Regions from separate parts of the Mus musculus genome. Here region 1 is linked to region 2. Evidence: chromatin contacts called from public HiChIP or PLAC-seq data. All regions are on one chromosome and are shown on one strand. Each heading gives the region's core, a stretch centred on a gene start, on an enhancer-like site or on the middle of the called end of the contact. The rest is flanking DNA. Distances are from core to core; before and after follow the strand shown. Region 1 overlaps Efl1 (elongation factor like GTPase 1). Region 2 overlaps Efl1 (elongation factor like GTPase 1).

Region 1 (3,477 bases), core at 207-2,706, 68 kb after region 2:
AGGTCTCTAGACATTTAGCCTGGTCCTGTCTAGTTAAAAAACACTGTTGCCTTGCAAAGAATGCATTGTACTGAAAGGAAACAAACAAAATGGCCATATCAGTTTTGAGCCTTCTCATTAGTTATTCTCACTAATTTTTAATTGAGTCATCATTAATCCAGCCCTTATCATACCAGTCCTTTCGTTTTTTTTTAATACTTTGATTGCTTTCATACCAGCATTAGCCGCAATGTTCTTACAGTACATAATTAAAACCCATGGCAACTATAAAATCTTTTTAAAATTCAAGTCGATATTAATATGAAAAACTGAACTGAAATGTTTTTTATCATTTAAAACTTTTAAACACATTTATTTACTTTGAGGCAGGCATTTGTATGTCATAGCACATGCGGCCCTTCCTGTATGGAGGTTGGAGGACAGCTTGTGGGAAGTCCTCTCCTTCCATTCCGTGGGTCCTGGGGGTCAAACTTGTGCCATCTTGCCTCCCCTCATTGATGTTCTAGTAAGAGAGAAAATGTGATGATTCCTTTTATTTTTAGGCCATAATAGCTGAACTGTTGTGCAGGCCGCTGCTGCTTACTGGGAAAGCAATGCGTGGTCTGGAAATGGCTATTAGCATGAATGGAACTGATACATCTTGCTTAAAACTGAGTTAGCAGGGCTAGGCTTGTAGCTCAGCGGCGCCCATGCCACATCAGCTGCAGGCATATGAAGAGCCTGAGAATGCAAAGTCGGGGCTCAGGCTCCAGTAAGCAAGCAGTAGCCAGCTGAGCTCCAGCAGACACCAACAGGGACTATGCCACTGTTCCTGGTATATCCCTGCATGGGAGGGTGACCACAGGTGATGATGATGTCTAGCGGTTTCTGAAATCTAGCAGGGACTTTGGAAGTTTTCACAGTACAAAATGACTTTCATTGCAGGCTTAACACATAAGAAATGCTGGGTAACAGTCTAAAATCGTCACCTTCTGTAACTTTATCTAACCGTTCCTTCCTGACAGCTTGGGATTGGCACATGTCCTGCTTTCCCCAAGTGTAAACAGTGGAACAGGATAGACCATTGGCAGCAGGTGAGCCCATCGAGCAGAGGCTTCCATTGAGCGCCTTGCTTTCTAGTGAAAACTGCCAAAGTCCATGACTGCTGAAGAGACTTTGAGTAAAACAGTGTTCATTAGAAGTGTTCAGTTCTAATGGTAAAGGGTGGTGCAGGCCCACTAGTAACGAAGCGATCCGACCCACGGCCTGGAGGAAGCTTAGCCTGCTGGTGGGGCTGAGAGGCAGCCCAGCCTTCCTCAGTCTCAGGTTCTTTGCACCTCACTCTTAGGAAGGACCTTAGCTAACCTAAGGAACAAGCCATTCCCTATCTGATAGGAACCCGAACCTCCCCCTGGACTCCAGGCACAGAGAGGTCCAAGTCTCACAGTCCAGAGACCAGTTCAGTTTATTGGCTCGGAATGACTAATACTAATGTAATTCACTGAAAGCATAGTCTCGGCTTTATTACTCTGCGGTCACTCACACCGTGGGAGCAGCCATTCAAGCTCCAGAAGCAACAAATGGCTGGCTCTGTTCTGTTGTGTTTTGTTTTGTTTCCTAACTTATGTTTTTAAAAATGTTACTGTGATAAAAGTAGAAATTTTGCTGAGATCATTTGTTTAAATGTGTGGGAACAAAAGGGATAACAGTCCTGACGTTCTGAGCACATCTTCTCCTCTGCATAAACTTATTTCACTATGCACTTAGGGTGGGGACTTTAAAGTGTGTGCGTGTATGATGTGAAGGGTAGAAGGGTCCTGGAATGTGATCCTCAGACCTGACGTTTACCTCCTGTGAGAGGGACTTTTTCCCCGCTTTGGTGGTCATTAACTAGGCGAGCCTGGATGGCCAGCGAGCCCACAGATCTGCTGCCTCTGCTTCCCGGGCTCTGGGCCACACACTTCCACATCCAGCACTTTTACATGCTTTCAGGGCGAGTGCATCCTGAGATGTCTCCCCAGCTCCCAAAAGATATGCTTCTTGGTGAACTCAGGAAAAAAGCAAAATATTACACATTACAAAAATATGAAACTGTAAAAAGGCAGTTAATAGCCTTATCAAGGTTTAACATTTACAGTATTTAAGTGGTGAACAATCTCGGGAACACCCACACATTCATCTGTGTTTCACTGATTTGGAAGTTTTCCTGTCATTGTATCCTCTCCTCTTACAATATTGAGTGGTCACCTAAGGAGCCCTTGTGTCTGTCCCCTCCTCGGGAACCTACTCCAGCGGGAGTCACTCTGTCGAGGCTGCTGTGTGTTTTTCACTTACCATGCTTTGAAAGGTGCTTGCAGCCTGATCACAGCCTCAGTCGGTGTCTGTAAACAGAAGCCTTGTGTAGATACCTCTATACTGGATTGTTACCTTTGAATGGTAGCATCGTATTGTTTGTAACTTGTGTGTTTTCTTATGCTGTTTCATGTTGCTTTAGCTTGGTGGACTTGAGGGAAGTTAGTTTGGTTTCTGAGATAAGAGTCTCACTCTGTAGCCTAGGCTCTTCTATCTATAGTTCATGATCCTCTTTCTGTCTCTAGCTGTGCAGTATTGGTATTATAGGTGGCTGCCGCTATGCTCACCTGCAAGGATTCCCCCCACCCCACGTTGATTCCATTGTTTGAATTTATCATAATGTACTTTTTCTGGTCTTCTGTTCATAGTTATTGAAAGTGGCTTTCAAGTTGTTGGGTGTTTTTTTTTTGTGGGGGGGGGGGGGAGGGGGGGCAGAGGTTGTTGTTGTTTTCACCAGCATGAGGGCTACAGTTTAAGACCTGGCATATGTTAAACAAACACTCTGCCCAAACTAGATCCGTGTTCCTTTTGCTTAAGTATTTAGACCCAGGATATTTTAGTCACTATTCTATTGCTGTGAAGAGACACCATGACCAAGGCAGCTCTTATAAAAGAAAGCATTTGGGGCTTGCTTACAGTTTCAGATGCTAAGTTCATCTCATCCTGGTGAGGAACAGAAAGCAGCAGGCAGCTGTGGTTCTGAGAGCTACATCCTCATCCACAGAGAGGAGGGAGTGAGGGAGAGACAGAGAAAGAGACAGAGCTGGATAGACAGGCAAGCAGGCAGGCAGGCAGGCAGACTGAGCCAGAGCCTGGCTTGGGCTTTTGAAAGCTCAAAGCCCAACCCCCAGTGACACACTTCCTACTACTAGGCCATACTTCCTAATCCTTCCCAAAGAGCACCACTCCCTGGCGACCAAGCATTCAAATAATATGAGTCATTCTTATTCAAAAAGCTCAAAGTCTCTTCTGAGACTCACAGCAATCAAAATAAAAAAGCAGATCACATCCTTCTAACACTGGTATAGAATATACATTAGCATTCCAAAAGGAGCATAGTGAGGAAATAGCGAACTAAAGCAAGACTGAGACTCTGCTGGGAGAACTCCAAACTCTGTATCTCTGTGTCTGATGTCAAAGCTTCTT
Region 2 (3,145 bases), core at 491-2,990:
GAACCTTGCCGCCGAGGAGCATCTCTGTTTTATTGCAAAGAATAGGAATACAGAGCAAGGAGGAGCTGACGTTATGGGTGAAGCTAGGGAGTACCCGTTGGAGACTGGGCCATCTCCGGGCCACCTGGCTTAAATCATTCTCCTAGACATTAGGAGTTCAGAGTCATACGGGGACAAAGGAATGAATGAGTCAGCTGCTTGTAGTGGGCATAACAGGCAATTAGTTATATATTTTTATAACTTATGCACCTTGGTTTAGATAACAGCACTTTCTATATTCTTTACCAATTAACGGACAGTTAAAACATTTGGAGAAGTGGGATAGTTGTTCATTCGTAGGCTTGGGAACATGACCAACTTCTTTGGCTCTGCCATCAAGATGAGGAAGTTGTCCCTGAGATGTTTGGACTCACAACTGTCTCCTCATAAGTTGTCCCTGAGATGTTTGGACTCAGACAACTGTTTACAACAGAAGCTGTTCTGCTGTAGGGAAGTCCTCAGCCGACTTAGTGCCTGGGACCTTGGATTTAGTTTCTGAAAACAAAATGGTATACTTAGAATAAGGTTTTGTTTTGTTTTTGTTTGTTTGTTTGTTTGTTTTGCTTGTTCCCAACTCTCCAACATAGCTTTTACCATCCCTAAAATGACTTCTCTTATGGGTTGACCTTTCAGTAACTATGCTATTTAGCATTTCAAATTTAAATACTTGCTGTTGAGCCTGGTAGGATCATGCACTTCTCCCACCTACTCAGGCATCTATAAGGAGGATTGTTTCGGCCTCTGATTCTGAGAGTAGCCTGGATTACATAGATCTCATCTTGGGAACAACAGAAAGTTCCACACGTGACCAGCTGAGGAGTAAAAACGGTAGTAAGAACTCAGTCAGTAGTAAGAACAGTCAGATTTCACTGCGCCCTTCTTTACTGGCTTTGCTTTCCCCTGCTCTTCTGCCCACATGCTGAAATACCACCTCTTTATTTCATAAGAGTCTGAGCTTTCTGGGCCCCATTAGCCTCCTTTACTTGATCTGTGCCTTCTACAGCACAGGGATGTCCCTTGACCATCTGTTTTCCCAACATCTTCGTCCAACATTGTTTATGCTTCCTTGACCCTCTAGCACTTCCTCCAGCAAAACTCCATCCTGATGAAGTTCGTTCCCTACACTTCTCCCTCTTCAGCCTTATATAGGCCAGCTTTCCACTGCTTTCCTATGGACGAGGTTTTGCTCATTCTCCCCAACAGCTATTTGAAACCTCTTGGCAGTCTTTGACATACCCCTCAAACCCCTTTCCAGACTCAGCAGACATTGCTGTTTTCTTTCTTGCAGAAAAGAAGTCTTAGCTGTCTGCCACCGTCCCTTAAACTGTAACTATGACATCTTTGCCTGTCTTCTGTCTTTAGAAAAGACATGTGTTCTGGATTCAGGCCCCACTTAGCATCTTTCCATCTGTGTCTATCTTCCTCCAGCTTTGGCCTCTAAACACAATTATGTATGTACACAGTTCTTTTCAACTTGAGTTCTTGCTGCATTCTTCTCTCTGGCCCAGGTTTCCTACTACGATTATTCTCTCAACTACTCTGATAGGCCCAGCATGTTACAATAATGGCACACACTGGCAAGGTGACGTTTGCAAGAGGATTGGACATTAATGTCCGACTCCCCTTCCAGGGTGGTGTAGCAGAGTTGAGTCATCAGCAAGTAATGACTCATGGTAGTGTGGAAGTACAGCTGCTCTGTTTACTACAGCCACAACAGACCAACAAAGGGAGGGCTGTTCTCTATGATGTGAAAGTCCAGGATGTGGCCACAGTCCTGATAGCTGGTGTGGACTGAAATTATACTGAAAAAAAAAACCAAAAAACAAAACAAAAAGAAAGAAAGTGAATGAAGTAAACCATGGGCAGCATTGCATGGTCCAGTTTGTTTCAGGTTGGAGGCAGATCCAGAGAAAGCTTTTGGATGGGTTGCAGCCAGAGGAAAGCCTACTTTGTTCATTACTCCTAAGTCATTAATCTCTTCCTACCAAACCCTCATTTGAGACTCTGAGTCTACACCATTCCTCTTATGGTGAGCTGCTCATGAGGATGACCCCCATTGTCTTGCTCCATCTTCCCACTCCAGAATGCCTGAGAAAAAAGGGCATAGAACTTACTGACCCTGAGTGCAGCAGCAGGGATGTGTTTCAAACACTACTTGAAGATTTCTGTTACAAATTGGGAAAACCATTCCTATATTTAAGACATTTATACTATATATAAACATATTTAATACAGTATTCCACAGATAGAAGATAGTGTGTCTTATGCCTTATAATCTACCAAATAAGCTGTATTTGCATTCTGTTGTAGTTACCAAATACCTGAAATAATTCACATAAAGAAGAAAGGTTTATTTTGGCTCAGGAATGTGGAGGTTTTGGCCCAGGCTTGTTTGCCTGTGGTTGAGATAGCATACTGTAGATGGACCGTGTAGCAGAGGAAATATCTCACTAGGAAGTGAGAGAGAAAGGAAGAGACTAGAGTCCTGCTCGCCCCTTGGAGGGCACTGGGTGACCTAAGACTTACCACTGGGCCCCACCTCGGAAGGCTTCTGCTATCTCCTATCCAAGCTAAGGATGCGCCCTTAAGAGATCCGCCAGACTCAGACTACAGAGGGCACTCTATTACTTGTATAACCTAGCCTTTCACATTGATTTAAAACACAGACAGGGGTAATATGGAGGAAGACCTGTAGTCAGGCACTCTGCAGGGGCTGCGTAATTTATGTATATAGTTGTGACTCTTCTGTCTTCAGAAGTGTGCGTCAGATAACTCAGTTTCTGCTTGTGTTGCTGCTACTTTTGGTCAGTTAGATTCAGTCTTCCTTTTCTAATACACTGAAATATAAACAAGGTGCTTCCATGAAGTTCAGATCTCTACCTGAAAGGTGAATTTTTCTCTTGCTGAGGGACGTTTTCTCCTGAGCTTTCATGAGCATCTATGGTCACCTGCCATGTTTTGGAAGAGGACTACTTAGTCCACAGAGCAGCCTTTAGCCAGGTACTGGAGACAACTTGGTTCAGACAGTTTCCTCAAACCACCCTAAAGTGAAGGGTATGGCAGAGTGTTTCCCATAACCCCATTAGCAGGAATCGAGAGATTTCTA

Evidence for each region. HiChIP or PLAC-seq counts read pairs in DNA pulled down with a chosen protein or histone mark.
Region 1: an HNF4G HiChIP or PLAC-seq map of pancreatic cancer cells shows a contact between it and region 2. The contact joins two enhancer-like sites. A contact is called at or near these places in 5 of 39 promoter capture datasets (the HPC-7 cell line, embryonic stem cells, liver and 2 more) and 1 of 115 datasets of contacts at active chromatin or transcription factors (pancreatic cancer cells).

Annotation. Positions count from the first base shown.
Region 1 is chr7:82,731,870-82,735,346 of GRCm38.p6, forward strand. All of the region lies in intron 15 of Efl1 (elongation factor like GTPase 1), which reads left to right. Among named protein-coding and RNA genes, the nearest start is that of 4933406J10Rik, 22 kb to the right of the region's middle. Within about 2 kb of position 1,457, at least 57 of the 459 cell types and tissues checked have an H3K27ac peak or open chromatin away from gene starts, as enhancers often do. A contact at or near this core is called in pancreatic cancer cells, where this site is marked.
Region 2 is chr7:82,663,106-82,666,250 of GRCm38.p6, forward strand. The region is part of intron 4 of Efl1 (elongation factor like GTPase 1); the gene reads left to right. Among named protein-coding and RNA genes, the nearest start is that of Efl1, 16 kb to the left of the region's middle. Within about 2 kb of position 1,741, at least 71 of the 459 cell types and tissues checked have an H3K27ac peak or open chromatin away from gene starts, as enhancers often do. A contact at or near this core is called in pancreatic cancer cells, where this site is marked.